2 separate regions of the Gossypium hirsutum genome follow, and region 1 is linked to region 2. A link is a contact called in public Hi-C data. All regions are on one chromosome and are shown on one strand. Each heading gives the region's core, a stretch centred on a gene start, on an enhancer-like site or on the middle of the called end of the contact. The rest is flanking DNA. Distances are from core to core; before and after follow the strand shown. Region 1 holds the start of LOC107913961 (50S ribosomal protein L18, chloroplastic). Region 2 holds the start of LOC107924207.

The links. Hi-C and Micro-C count contacts between places; a contact is called where the count stands out from the background.
Region 1: a contact with region 2 is called in a Hi-C map of leaf, with 4 times the contacts expected there. The contact joins the promoter of LOC107913961 here to the promoter of LOC107924207 in region 2. A contact is called at or near these places in 11 of 34 Hi-C or Micro-C datasets (callus, hypocotyl, leaf and 1 more).

What each region holds. Positions count from the first base shown.
Region 1 is chrA08:23,357,009-23,361,864 of Gossypium_hirsutum_v2.1, reverse strand. It overlaps LOC107913961 (50S ribosomal protein L18, chloroplastic), which reads left to right and starts at 3,554. Exons shown (of 4, transcript XM_016842687.2): 1 at 3,554-3,855; 2 at 3,945-4,200; 3 at 4,786-4,856. The coding sequence starts at 3,982.
Region 2 is chrA08:22,801,318-22,806,456 of Gossypium_hirsutum_v2.1, reverse strand. It overlaps LOC107924207, which reads right to left and starts at 3,810. Exons shown (of 5, transcript XM_016854580.2): 1 at 3,261-3,810; 2 at 2,795-2,901; 3 at 2,203-2,379; 4 at 1-1,858. The coding sequence starts at 3,424. It overlaps LOC121205006, which reads left to right and starts at 4,679. Exons shown (of 6, transcript XM_041075937.1): 1 at 4,679-4,825. The coding sequence starts at 4,679.

The sequences.
Region 1 (4,856 bases), core at 2,305-4,804, 560 kb before region 2:
TATCAATATAAATATTCCTTAATAATATATTAAGAATATCATTTAGAATTTAAAATTTTTTTTGTTAAAATTTATTATTAAAGTAAAATTGTAATATTAAATAATTTATTAAAATAATATAGTATATTAATTATATTAATAATTTATTATATGAAGAGATGAATAATGAAATATGTATGTTGTAGGATAATATTGAACATTAAAATATTTTTAAAAATTAAATTAAAAATTTATTATTAATATAAGAGTATTAGACTTGATTCAAGTTACTTTTTATATATAAAAAAATTCATAAAAAGAGTTCTTTTTCTAAAATTGACTTATCATTTTTAAAATGGTAAGTTAATTTATAGGAAAAAAAGCTCATTTTCTATTGACCAAGCTATTTTCTATGAAACAAACATAGAAAAATGTAAAAAATATTTTTCATAAGTCATTCGCCTTGAACAAATGGACCCTAAATACATACCCAATTAAGTCCCTATCATTAATTTAAAAAAATCAATGAAGCCCTTTCGTTAACGATTTTCGTCTTCTGGTCATTAAAATCAATTGATGAACCAATCAAATGGTTACATGTGACAACTTTTGATTTAATATTATATTTTCTTATAAAAAATCATTAAATTTATTAAAATATTAAAATTGATATAAACTTATAAAAATTATAAAAAAATCATAAAACTTTTATAAAAAATATAAAATTCATAAAAATTACAATAAATTATATTTTTTTTATAAAATTAATAAAACATATTCAAAATATTTAAAATTTTATAAAAAACTTATAAATAATATAAAATTGTAATAAATTAAGTCCTTCTTTTAACAATTTTCATCTTCAACCACGTTGATCATTTGATGCAGTCGTAAACCAATTAAAAATTTGACAAAACAAGTGCACCTATCAATTAATAGTATAACTATGGTGAGTAAAGATATTGTTCCCATGAAGACTAAAAGTACTAGTAATTACCGTCTTTCTATTATTTAGCCGACAAATTAGAGTGATTGATTAAAACTAAAATTAACTAAATTAAATAACTAAAGAACATAGAAAAGAACAAATCAGGAAAATAATTGATTAACAACCAAAAAGCGAGACAATTCTTAGGAAAGAATTCACCTAGACTTCATCTGTCATTATCAATCTAAATTACACAATTTTTTCACTTCGTATCTTGATCCATAAAAATCCCTAAATTATGATAATATCTCTTTTGATAGTAAGAGCAACTGACTCTAGGTTGATTAATTGAAATTTCTTTCTAATTAAAACCCATTTTATTGCATTAACTCGATCTATGGATCCCCCTATTAGATTTGCCTCTAATTTGGTAGGTTTATATAGTCTTATTTCTAGAATTGCATGCAACTCCACTCAATTATGCTAGATCTACTATTAAATAGGGACTTTTTCTCCTCTAATTTAAGCACATCAAACATGGATTAATAATTTAGAAATTTTAAACCAAGTATTTATTGCGTAAAAATTGAAATCAAATAACAGAACCCATTGTAAGGTTCATCTCCTTAGGCATTTGGAAAATTAGTTTATAATCGCAAATAAAAACATCCAGAAGGCAATATAACCACAAGAAATAAAAAGCTCATAATAAACTTCAAAGGAATCAAGAGGAGATTTTCAATCTTGATGGAAATCTGCTTTAGATTCGGCTTCAATGGTGTTTTTCGAGTCATTTTATTGAGTATTCTCTGACGACTCTCTCTTATCTTCTTATTTTTGTCATATATAGGTCACAGAATGCCCAAAAAACCTAAAAATTGTCTTTTTTCGCATGTTCAAAGTGCGATTTGCGAAACCCACACGATCTAACACTTGGCCATGTGGCTCACATGGTTGTGTGTCCAGCCCGTGTGGAATGACCCAGCCCTTGTGGCTTCTGAAGCTTACTCCATTTCCCAATTTTTGCTCGTTTTTCGCTCCTTTTGCTCCCAAATACTCTTTTAAGTATAGAAACATGAATTTCAATGATTAGAAGCATAAAATCCACCATTTTAAATCGAATAATCATCCAAAAACACATTAAGAATGATGTTAAAACATGTTACTTTTGGCATTTATCACCATTAAATTCAATTGACAAACTAATTAGATGATGATACGTGATAGATCCTGGTTTAATATTATATTTTCTCATAAAATTATTAAAATTGATATATACTTATAAAAATTATATAAAAAAATTGTATAAACTTATAAAAATTATAAAAAAAAATATAATTTGTTTATAAAATTACTGAAACATATTCAAAATATTTAAAATTTTATAAAACTTATAAACAATATAAAAAATTCTAATAAATTGAAAAAATATAAAAAATATATATAAAAAAAATCATTTAAACCGTTAAAATTATAATGAACACATGGTATCAAACCAAATGTTGAAATGAGAATCCTCATATCATTAGCATAATTTTCATTTTGAATAAAATGTTCTCAATCTTCTATAAATAAAACGATAATTGTGAGACCTCAATTTTATTGATAAATTATTATATTGTTTTTAAAATTTTTATCTCCAATTTTTGAACTATAGTGCAATAGTTTGGACATTGAAAAGTTAAAAATTGTTAGTTAAGTATTGTATAACATAAAGTAATTTTAGTACAGTTAGATACTATAAAATCAAAACTTCATTAGCATGTCGTAATGAAATATTCTAACTAAGGTTTTTAAAATCGGACCGTGGTCAAATCAATTAGGTTACTTGATCGTTGATTCGATTAAAGAAATCATTAAAAATTTAAAAATATTAAAAAAATAAAAATTTGGTTCAATTGCCTGTTCAACCCATCTGTATCGATTTTTGAGTCAACTGATTTAGTGACTTTCTCTGGACTAGTACCCTTTTCAATTCTTAGTCCAACTAATCTGACCGACTGATACAGTCTCGTATAACATTGGTTTAGGCAACTATTCCCATTATCCAATGGTTAGTATAATGTCACATTAATTTTCAAAATGAGAAACCAATAAATGAATTATGATTTTTTATTTATTTTATATTTTTATTAAAAATTATATATTTAATTTATTAGGACTTATTATGATTTTTATAAGTTTTTAAATATTGATAATTTATTACAAATTTTATTATTTTTTATAATTTTTTTTATAAGTTGGATAAGTTTATAAAATGTTTTAAATATTTTAATATGTTTTTATTAATTTTAAGATTTATTATAATATTTATAAATATTTATGAATTTTATCAGTTTATATAAATTTTTAATATATGATAAAATTAAATGAAAAGCTGTTACGTGCAGGGGCAAAGTTAGAAATTCTTGTAGGGGTTAAAATTAAATTGTAATTTTTACGATAATAAAAATATGATTTTACCATTTTAATAATCTATATCTTTATAAATTTTGAAAGATTAAATCTAATTTTTATTATTTTTAGGGAATCAAAATATAATATTATCTTTATTAATTTTAAATTTTAAAAAATTTTAGGGGGCCTACTATCCCCTACCTATTCCCCTAATTATGTGTTATGTGAATTGATTTTAACAGTGGCTTAGAAATAGTATATAATGTAAAATTATGATATTGGGTTGGGCTTCGGTTTTTGAGTTGAGGCGGAAGGTGATGGGACCAGCACGCAAGGGATGAGAACAGGAGATGGTGTTCAGGCAAACAAGGCCGAACTGGCCGAGGACATTCCCTTTATTTCATTCATACGCTTTATCCCTTTTCTTATCCAAATCTCGCTCCTCCCAGACTTCACTCCCCTCTCACTGCAACACTCATAGCACACTATCCACACTTGCTTTCTTTGCTTTGCCTTCCAGTACAGCCCCATTTTAAAGCCTTGGAAAGCAGGTATGACGTATTGTTTCTTCTGTTTAATAATAAATGAATGATAATCATGGTTATGTTTTTTGATGATATTTGTTTAAATTGAAACGCAGACAGACAGCATTAAGGAATCTCGAATCTCAACTGGGTATGGCAATTACTGCAACGGCTATGACTATGACTGTCAGTACGGGATTACAGTTTGCTGGTTCTCTCAATCATAAACAGACTTCTTTTTTAGGAGTTCCCTTGAGGCTGTCAATGTCAAACCCTCAGCCATCTTTACCCTCTGTCTTCCTCAATGTTCAAGCCAAAGCTCGCACCCGAACAGAAGATCGTGAGGCCCGCCATTCTCGCATTAGGAAGAAGGTTACGACTGTTTCTTTTTAAGCATGATATTTTATTTGTTTAAAGCGAATCCTATTTCTTATCTCAGTTATACTCTCATTAAGAAAATGCAAATTCCTTTTACATTTATCTCCATTTCTTAGCTTATCAAGTACTGTTTATCTTTCAAATTTACTCATTTATTAAAAATGATGTTTCCGTACATGTTTTGGGACCAAATGGGGTTAGATTATTTTGTCCATAGGATATATTAGATTAAGGAACCCTGTTATCTTAAGCTGTGGTAAAACTTTGTAAGAGCCATGCTATTTTATGTGCCAAAGAAACAAATAAGAGCTATAATATTTTCTTCTTCTTATATAGAAGAATTGATGGGAGTTCGTGTAAACTTCATCTTTAATAAGTTAGAAAAGAGGGGGATGGGCGGATAAATGAGATTCTTTTGATCATCATCATCATCATCATCTTTCTTAATGGTCGGTTTCCTCTCCGAATGGATTTGATATTGTTATAGTGAAATCTATTGGCTTTGGTTACTATGGTTTAAGTCCCTCAAGCATACAGAGTATCCCCTATCTTACTACAGGGGGTTTCTTGCTTTTGTAGATTGAAGGGACACCAGATAGACCAAGACTGTGTGTCTTCCGTTCCAACAAGCATCTCTATGTCCAGGTCAT
Region 2 (5,139 bases), core at 2,561-5,060:
GACTGCCCCAGATTCTTCAATGTTCCCATTACATTCTGGTCCACAACATCTCTTTGGCTGGCAAGAGATGAATTACGAGAAGCACCAGCAACTGATGAGTCTGCTGTATTGCTCTTGCTATCACGATTTAGAGATTTTGCAGTCTCATTGGTACCTCCTTTATCCGATGCCTCCTGACTGACATTGTTTCGTCCAAACCTAAAAAGCCACTGAAATCTACCTGAGAGATGTCTTCTTTCTTTCATGGCTGAGACCAGCTTCCCTGAAGATTCATTCTCATGTGGAGAATTTAAAGGGACACCTTCAGGAGGAGGAGAGGAAACTGGAAGAGGTGAATCTTCAGGGTTACTTTGGTGGTGATCATCATTTTCATCTGACGATAAATTCGATGCAAAGCTACTTTTTTCTGTGTCATTTTCATGGTCATTAGTACCACTTCCAGAACTTAAAGGGTCAGAAAAAATAGAGGAGTTTTCTTCACTGACAACAGTTCCACTTCCACACTCACATCTTTCCTCAGCTCTGTAAATTGAACCTATGTTAGTATCATTTTGCTGCCCCTCTACCTGAGCTTCTGTAGAATGATGATCTCCTAAGTTGGAAGCATCAGAACAGCCTCCCTTTTCGGTATCTTCTTCCTCCAAGCCAAGTTGCCGAGTCAAATCATCAAGCAAACTACGCCTAACAGATGACTTATGGCCCTTTTTGTATTTCTCTGCTCTTGCAGGCGATGGATCAGATTCAGTTCTAGATAGCACCAGCTTTACTTTTTCCGACCATCTTTTTTTCCCACTTGGAGATAGTTTGTCTAAACTATCTTGCTTTAGTTCCTCTGCCTTATGCAGTACTCTCCACTTTTCTTCCCAGTAACTGTCGGGCACAAGAGATAGAGGAGTTTTTGGAGAAACTGGATGAGATGAAAGATTGTAACCACTAACTGCAGATTTGCTACGGTTATAAGAACCATCAAATATAGATGACAAAGGTGAAATTTTAGAATCCAATGCAAGAATTTGCAGTGGCTTCGCCTTCGCTATAAGTTTTCTCAGATTTATAGTCTCCGGCAAGTTCAAGAGTCTCTGAAGACAAGTTGTTGCATTTTCAGTGGCAAGCAGGGAAGATCTCACATAAAGTATCATAGAGACTGCCATAGCAGTTATTAATGCTCCACGGCATGAATTGAACATTTTAAAACTGGAATTCTCATCATTTCCAGAGTCTTTTTCAAGTGGGCTATTATCTGCCGTGAAGATCTCATCCCATACAACTAAGAGATCTTGAAGTGAAAACTCCCGTCCAAATAAAACCCGCAACCAGCGAAGTGCAAAATACTGGGGTTCAACACCAAGCTCGACGAGATGGCTATGCAGGGAAGAATCAACAATTGACAGTAAATGGTATAATGCAGCTGAGGCTTCAATGACAGGGGGCAAGCCACTCTGGGACTGAGCAGCAGGAATGGGAGAAAAGAAATCTGCCATAGCAACTGAACCATGAGCCCCACTCATCAGAGCCTCAAACATACAGTAGGCATCATGTTCAGTAAATTTCTCAGACAAGACAATACCAAGTTCACCTTCAGCTCCATAAGTATCACTTAGCAATACAATGGTCTGTATCTCAGGATCAAGCTCATCAAGACTCCTAGCTTTCTTTGAATTACCTTGAGATCCAATCTCATCTTCCATAGAATCTAAAAACTTCTTAAAATCAAAATTGTATGTAACATCATTTTCTTCAAATGACAATCCATCAAATTTGTCAATGAAATGGTGTTCATGTAGCTTTCGCACTTCCGAAAGACGCTCAACATCGACATGAAGAACATACAGAAGAGGTGCCAAGAGTTCATGCATTCCTACAAACAAGCAGGAAAGAGAAACAGATGAAGAGCCAGCTTGATGATTCGGATAATAAAATAGCAAGAACTACTAGTTAGTTGACTTTATTGTGACACAATTTCCAATGGCTTTTTCGTTGCAGACCACAAAAAGAAATTTGCATTATCAAGTCCAACTGGCTTTCACCTAAGGTAAAGGCAAGCATGTTACTTTTATGTCTTACCATGAAAAGCAGTGATTCAGGTACTAGAAAACACTCAATAATTAGGGCAGCAACACATTGCTGATTTAATCTTGCAAAATCTAAAATGTGAAGGAACAGAAACTAATAAATATGCTGGAAAAGTGCTTAGGAAAAAACCTTGTCTATAACCATACTCTGGATGCCTAAGGCACCACAACAACAATATTCTTCTCAGCATTCCCTGGCATCCAGGAGTCTGGAAGTAGCTTCCATGTTCTGGATATAATCGTGATAAATCGTGGTCAACCATTTTTTCCAGCTCAGCATTCCGAAAGAATCGCCCCCAGGTGCTGTCTGCATTAAGAATTATATATTGTTTCAGTAAAGATCAAGCAACAAAGAGTTTTAAAAGAAAGGGGAGTATATTATGATGAAAAAACATTAAGTTTCTCAAAGAAGAATATTCCTAAAGTATTGGAGAGTTTAATGGAACATTTTCCATTGACAAAGACGAGTTCCAAGTCCTGGCTTCAAAACCAACCAACCAACCAGGATGGGTTGGAAAAGGAGGCAAAGAGATTTGCCTCCTTTTTGTGGAACTGAAACGAACATTGGACCCATAAACACTTTCTACATAAGTTCAACGTGAATCAAGATAAGATAGCGAGGTAAACATAGCACTACTTATCAAAACAAAAACTGATGAATCAACAATACAAATAGGTAACCAATATAATGAAGAAAAATAATAAGAACCATTGGCAATTACCTGGGTTTTGAGAGAGTGGATTGTCCATGACAAGATCAGGGGATTTACTTCTTCCATCCTTTGGAACATGTGGATCCACTAGCAGCCACCTTCTCAACCCAGCATATCTAAATTACAATAAAACCAGAGATTTGAGGCCATAACTGTTGGTTTTTAACTCCAAAAAAAATGAAAAACGAAAAAAAAATCAATTGCAATTTAATGAGCAAAATTTAGAACTAATTTGAACAAGAAAAAAAAAGTTATAGGAATAGAAAAAAAGAAAGACAGTTGTCTTCTCTCTTTTTGGGGGGTAAATTTTAACCTAGAATCAGCTCGAGTGTTGTACAAAAAAATCAAAATAGGAGTTAAAAAAAAGTTCCGGATTTAAAATTAAATAATAATAAAAAAATCTGGTAATCTTTACAAGGAAAGAAAACCAAAAATAAATAAAATACTAGAATATTTATCAAGGAAAAAAAATCACCTTCGGCGAGAATCGGCAGTTACCCTGCGAAGATCATCAACTGAAGAAGAAGAAGGCAAAATACCGAGACTAATACGCCATCGGACGCTTCTCAGAGAAGCAAAGCTACCCGAAACAACAGGGGACGACGAAGGCGCTTCTTCCTTTACAATCTCTTTGCTCATGTTCTTTTTCGTAAACAACCCAAAGTACCCAAACACTTGAATTTATAAATGACTTTTTTTTTTCCTTCTAAGAAACGAAACAAAAAAATAATCTAATAAAAAACACAAAAGAGAATAGAGTTACGTTTGGGATTCGATCTAAAATTATTGGCAGAAGCAAGAAAGACAGAGAAAGGGGAGGAGTTGCTGTGTTTATCTTTTACCAAAATTCCTAGCTTCCGTTTTCTTTCTATCTCTCTCTCCCCCTTTTTCTTGATAAATGGTTGAAAAACAAAATACAGAAATTTAATAGGAAATTACAACTTCCTTTTTACTTTTCTACTTGTTTGCAAGCACAAAAAACCAAAAGAAAAAACCTCCCATAAAACCATTTTATTTATTTATTTATTTGAATAAAACCATTCTATTTATTAATACTATAAAACTAACAGCAGCCACCATTATCTGCGTAAGCTATTATGTTGACCTGTCTTTTTCATTTTATTTATCATTTAAGTTAACATATATTAATAATTCATGTTATATAAATTTTAAATATTTATATTTATACTATTTATTTATAAGTTTTGAGTTGGCTACACCACCAATCAATTAAGTTTAAGTTTTTTAAATAGATGGTTCGTGTTAATGTAAAAGTAGTAATGACAGTAATATTAGATATTGCAATGGAAGGAAAATTACTTTAATATCTTTTTATATTTAAAATAATTTATGTTATTGGAGGATATTTTAATTTTTTTAATTTTTAAAAAAATTAATAAAAATACACATGCAAGGGATTTGAGTTTATGTCAGTTGGATTAGCAAAACCTAAAATTTATCACTCAACTAAAGTTTTCTTTAAATAGTTTCATTCATTTTAATTTTATTACGCATATTTTATTATCTCAATCAATTGTATATATTATACTAATAATATTGTTGACTGAAATGATGTCATTGTAGAAAGAGTTGGAATCTGTTGAAGCAGTTAGAATAGTTAGTTTCTTTTGTTATGAATCAGTTATATATGTATGAGTTATATAAATACATTAATAATTGTAATTTTATAATAATATACTGATAAATTTTTACATGGTATCATATGAGCCATTTTCTAGGTAATTTGGGTATCATTTTTTCTCTCTTCTTGGGTTAGTACTGATTTTTTGGTTCCCCATTTTTTCTCTTTGTCTTGTTTGACCGTTCTTCGTCTAGGGCACACATTTTTTCCCCAATTTCTTCCTGTTATCTTTTTTTTTGTTGGCATTTTTCATGGAGGATGTTGATTTTCATCACCCGTTGTTTCTTCATCCTTCTGATACACCGGGAACGATTCTTGTTTTTCATCATTTGACCGGTGTTGAAAATTACACTGTTTGGAGTCGCTCGCTTCGAATTGCTTTGCTTGCAAAGAACAATGTAACACCCCTCGCCCGTATCCCTCACCGGAACAGGGTTCAAGGTGTTACCCGACTTAAACTCAATCAATCACACAAAAACCGTGCTGAAAAATTTCAATCAATTTAAAACTTTTCTTTTCACATGCAATTTATCCCATATATGAGCTTACGAGGTCCAAAACATTAAAACCCTATACATGCCATAGACTCGAAATACTAGTATTTACTTACACCGATAACGTGAGCTCGACAGTGTGATAATATCTCCGGTGAACTCCAACCCGAACCGGTAACTGAAGTCAACAATCTATAAAACAGAGAAATGTAACAACG